2 separate regions of the Mus musculus genome follow, and region 1 is linked to region 2. A link is a contact called in public Hi-C data. All regions are on one chromosome and are shown on one strand. The core of a region is the stretch at or near the end of the contact, and the rest is flanking DNA. Distances in the headings are between cores, read along the strand shown. Region 1 overlaps Gm13990 (a long non-coding RNA gene). Region 2 has its middle 290 kb from the start of 2810405F15Rik.

What was found. A called contact is a pair of places that touch in the nucleus more often than the background predicts.
Region 1: a contact with region 2 is called in a Hi-C map of myocytes, with 3 times the contacts expected there. The contact joins two enhancer-like sites. A contact is called at or near these places in 1 of 484 Hi-C or Micro-C datasets (myocytes) and 1 of 9 other capture datasets (embryonic tail).

The regions. Positions count from the first base shown.
Region 1 is chr2:116,811,924-116,814,623 of GRCm38.p6, reverse strand. The region is part of intron 3 of Gm13990 (a long non-coding RNA gene); the gene reads left to right. Among named protein-coding and RNA genes, the nearest start is that of Gm13990, 65 kb to the left of the region's middle. Within about 2 kb of position 1,408, at least 15 of the 459 cell types and tissues checked have an H3K27ac peak or open chromatin away from gene starts, as enhancers often do. A contact at or near this core is called in myocytes, where this site is marked.
Region 2 is chr2:116,367,694-116,370,393 of GRCm38.p6, reverse strand. No RefSeq gene overlaps it. Among named protein-coding and RNA genes, the nearest start is that of 2810405F15Rik, 290 kb to the right of the region's middle. Within about 2 kb of position 1,398, at least 5 of the 459 cell types and tissues checked have an H3K27ac peak or open chromatin away from gene starts, as enhancers often do. A contact at or near this core is called in myocytes, where this site is marked.

The DNA of each region.
Region 1 (2,700 bases), core at 159-2,658, 440 kb before region 2:
ATCACTCTCAAGGATTGATGTACATACATACTTGAATGGTACATTTGCCTTGAGGGTAAAACAAGGACAAAATGTCCCGAGACATGCTAAATATGTAGTTGCTTAATTGCAAAGCCAAAATAGATTACACACAGCCCCACAGAATGTAAGACATCTGCTTTGTTTGAAGCAAAAAGAAAGACATAGGGGGTTTGGGGGGCATGGGGGGTGTGGTGTGGGGAGTGTGGTGTAGGGGATGGGGGTGGGGGTGGGGGTGGGGCTGGGCATTTAGTTGTGACCTGCTCCAGCACTGAGCAACTTAGTAGTTAACTAGGAGTTTAATTGTGTCCCAGAAAGACCACTGCCTAGAGTCTGGCTTAGAGGCTGATGAGGACACAGGCCAAAGCTGAAATGTCACACCAGAGAGATCAGTCGAGGCAGGCAGTGGCGTGGACACTCATAACTGGGGCAGAGAGATCACAGGGTCAACTGTTTCTCGTCTAGCAATCACAAGCCTGTGCACAGGAAATTCGGAATGGAGAAGAAAAAGAAAGTAGACCTAAAAGTTAAAAACATCCAGCACCAAATTTTATAGAATCACCCTTCACTCAGAGTTTGTCATTCTGTTATTAACTTCAGATACCCTTAAATACTGACTTATAAAAACAAATCATATAGCAAACCTTTGGTCATTTCTCATGGTGTCAGAAGAATAAATTCACCTGTAAAATTTCCATTTACGGGCATCGGTGATTCAGTTTCACGTTGACTTGCTCTAGAGCCGTAATAACATTGCTCTTTGGTTGTTTGATTGTAGTTTTGGCTAGTGTTACACATGTTTAGTCTCAAACAGAGGGGTTTATTTGTTTAAAGCTGCCTTCTCTCTGTGTGAGTTTACTTGTTTGCTCACTGGCCCAAGTGAGCACCCCTCTCTGGGGATTCCTGTCCCACGAGTGTGTAACAGAGTCCAGATGCAGCGTGAGAGTGTGCTGTTTGACAAACAAAACCAAACCCTGGAACTGCCTGTGAGTTGTTGATAAATCTTTCCATCGGAATTACACTTGTCTAAGTAGCAAAGATGCAACATTCGCTTCCCATTCGGTATTTGAACGTGCAGAAGGCAGGTTTAATTGCTCCCCACAGGCAGGAATTTGGCAGAGGGAAAGCAGATTATTTTAATCGTTCTGTCTAGCTATATTTTAAAGCGACCCCAGCTACAGTGCCTGCACATTTGTGTTGGCATTAATAGAACAAAAATGTGTATTGGACTTGAAAGGTGTTTTGATAGTAAGTAAACATATTTATTTTCCACCTGATTCTCCTCCGTGGCTGTACTTGCTCTGCCAAAAAGGCAGCTGAGGGGGCGGGGCCAGCAGCAGGGCCCATTAGGAACCAAAGCTTCATTTTCAGGTTTTGAGTGCAGGGTCAGTTTAACTAAGCACCACCCACGGCATCCAATAACAGAGGTTTTGGTTTGTAAGCCGCAGAACAGCTGCTAGTGAGCTAACAAACCAGAGGCCTTCCTTTAACATTTCATTTCCTCTTTGGAAAAAAAAAGTGATTCATTTTATATGCTCATCATTACACACACACACACACACAGACACACACACACACACACACACACACACACACAATTTAATTGATTCTCTGTATAGGCAAAACGTGTTAAGAAGGTGTAGTACAAGATGTCCTGAACACCAGCGTATGGCAGTTCATGTTTATTTATAAACGAAGTCAAGAACAGTTGAATAGAAAAACTTTTGAATCCTCTCGGTGTACCACTTCTGATCCCTCCTATAAACTGGGGGAAGCCGTCTGTCTCTCACTTAGCTTGAGACACTGTTTAAGCCTACTTGGGATATCCTTCCCTTGGACACTGACTGTTTTTTGGTTTGTTCTTTTCCTCCCAGCAGATAGACATTGTTCCCAGATAGTATGCTGGAGACACAGCTCTTTCTCAGGTTTGCCTTGCCTTAAAATTAAATGGGATGTCCCAGTGGGCAGACTGTGAGAAAATGGAGATCCCTCTCTGTGTTTCTTCTTACAGGCTAAGGAGACATCTCCATTTCCAGCATTCCCCCCAGTGAGCACATCTGCTTTAGCCAGTGTTGTCCTCAGCTAGGTCAATTGGCTTGGGGGTGGGTGGGGGTAGTGGGGGTTGTGGGGGTGGGGTAAATGACCTGGCTGAGGTCATTCCTTTCCCAAAGTGATACAACATTCATTAGTTTGCACAAGTGTTGAAACTGCTTAGTGGTTCAGGACCTCAAGAAACAAAGTTTGCTGCCTTCTCAAGAAATGAATCATGTATCCAAATAGAGATACTAGAGCCTGTTGTGTGAGCAGGGGTGGGGAGCAGAGTAAGCCAGCTGCCAGGCCAGGTGAGAAAGCAGACTCTTAGGGAGGGAAGGAGAGGGAGAGAGGGAGAGAGGGAGAGAGGGAGAGAGGGAGAGAGAGAGGATTTTCTATCAATTTAAAGAACTCCCCCCAATTATTTCTCAGTAAAGAATATTTCCCTAATGTTGAACAGGGTACCCTCTATTACCACGTTTATCATAGCAAAGTGTGAGACTGCGTGAGTGGTGGGTGTTTTGTTGTGACATCTGAACTATTTGTAAATATTGTTCACAGCTTTCTTAGCATATTTTAGCGAGGCAACATTTCAGCAAAGTATAATTTATTGCACATGATATAGATGGTGAGCTTCCCAACCCATTTATT
Region 2 (2,700 bases), core at 149-2,648:
GTTAGCTAGCTTGCCCACACCTGGTAACAGATGTGTTCAATTCATAACACTTCATATCATATGATCCCACAAGCTTACAAACAAAAGGAACTTCAACAATCACATTACCAAATTATCATCGTGGTATATAGTATAAATCAAATTACATCAACTTCCCATTCTTATATGCAAAGGCAGAAGAAGGAAGAGAATAAGATGATGTGTGAAAGAAATGCACTTTAATTACTGTTTCTATGTTTTTAAATAGAGATAGAGTTTATCAAAAACATTTTTGGAGATAACCTGACAAGAAATATTTTCAGTTTCCATTTTCAGTGATCTCTGTTTTCCAGAGAAAACAATCATTCATTATCCTTGCAATAATCGGATATTCTAATTTCTTTGGGCCCACTGCCTATACGGAAAAAGTAAAATGTCCAAAACCTTACTAGTTCAGGCTCAGGTCCGTTGCTACTTAGTGACATTCACTATCTCAGTTCTCTGCCTTATAAAATAAATGCTCGGGACAAGACTTCTTCAGTGTAGCATACATCATATCACACTATTTTGACAGAAGAGGAAACATATCTAAATTAAATCATTGCCACAGTCAAACCTAGCAGAAATGCTTTGTCAGCAATGACAAAGTTTCCATGTTCTAGTTATAAACTCAGAATGTTGAGCTGAAAAGAAGTGTGGAGGAGCCAGTGAAGTCTGCATCTTCCTTTCTGATGTTGGAAACCAATTGCAAAGCATCTACATGAACTCACCAGTGTGTCACTGGTGACCCCTGACACACGGAGTCCAGCCAGGTCTCCCTACATCAGGGTCATTGCTGATCCCCATCCTGCTCATCTCATATTCCTAAAACATGTTCACAACTGAAAATAATTCAATCCCGCAAAGCAAAAGGTTACTTTTCCAACCACTAATCCACATGCAGTCTCCTTGATGGAATGTTCTCTTTCATTTGTGTTTTTGTCCTTGAATGAGTCTCTTCCTAAAGATGGCTACTTTGTCTCCCTCTCTCATCTGCCCTCCTCACGTGTTAAGTTTTGTGAACACAGTTAGTTGTTCTCTTTCCTTTGGTCTTTAACAGTGGCTTACAGTGTAGACAATTGCTGCACAGCTGTTTCCCCTACCATAGAGATGACAAGTTTAAGGACTAAGCCAAAATTAGTTAAATTGCAAGTAACAGAACTTTTTTAACTATGCTCAGGAAAAAAAGGGGGGCGTTGATTTGTTCTATGTAAACTGTAAGGACAGCATCCACAATGCAGCCTAGAATATGGCCCATTCTCATGAAGGACTGTGTGCAAGACTAAGCTGACTAGAAGTTTTGTAGGTCTGCTTATGTCTCTCCCCTCCACTGCATTTCTGCACCTGCTTTGCTCTTTGTTGTCACCATAGAGCAGCTGTCTCTATTCTCAGCCCACAGAGTTGAAAATAAACACCACTGGTCGCTCTCCAGTTGATGTCATGCCTACTCAAGAATACAGAGGATAGAATTGAAATCTCTTGGTCTCAAGTGCAGTTCCCAAGAAAGCTGGCCTAGCCTGGGCAGATCTTCACTCCTCTGACATTCAAATGTGATCAGAGGACGATACAGTATTTAGCATGATGGTTGTCCGTTTAACTCTGAATAGCAGAAGTCATGTCTCCAGAAAGAGAATCTGAAGAGACTGGGCAGAACAACACTGGGTTTTCACCAGGGTTAGATCATGGTTGAAATCATTTTGGGGTCCTCCTGAATGACACACTTATTACCAATTACGTCTTTGATAACTTAATACTTGAGGCCTTGTTAGACTAAATGTTTCTCTTATTTAAAAATTTTCATAAACTATATTCTGATGGTGTTATTCCCTGCCAAAACTTCTGCCAAATCCTCCCCACTTACCTGTCCATCCAACTTCATGACCCACCTCCCAAAATCAAAAATGCAAGCAAAAAAATCCAATAAAACACAGACACAGACCACAGACACACACACACACACACACACACACACACACACACACACACACACACACACACTGCAAAATGAAACAAAAGTCACTCGTAAAAAACATCTAGTTCATTTTGTGTTCTTTAACTACTATTAGGCATGGGGCCTGCCCTGAACCATGATTGATATACCTAGAGACACTCCAGTAGTGGAAATTAATTTTCCATTTGCCAACAGATATCAATTGCAAATAATTTCCTGACTAGGACTAAGAGCCTGTGTCGACGTCCTCCTCTCAGTGCTGAGATCGTGTCTGCTTTGAACCTGACCAGGTTGAGACACTTGCTTATTCATATTCATTACTGCCTTATGCATGATACTGAAACATTGAAAACAGCCCAGATGTCAACCCACTGATAAATGGATAATAAAAAATGTGGCACATTTGGCCAATGGAATATTACTTAGCTGTTAAGAAAAATAAGGTCTGAAATTTACACATCAGTGTCTTGCTCAACCTTTATCAGAGAAGCTGTTTCTTGGAATAAATGGGAACTCATACAAAACCTACAACTGGGCAAGTGGACAAACTGGACTTTGAAGCACTCAGTCCTAGACTAAGTGTTTTAAATAAATTACTTTAAAATACTTTCTACAAAGCCAAGGTTTCATACAAAAATGAACTGGAAATCAAAGAGAATAAATGACTCTCAGTGCCATATGAACAGGAAGTACACAAGAATACAGACCTCAAGAATATTAATTTGGGGCTC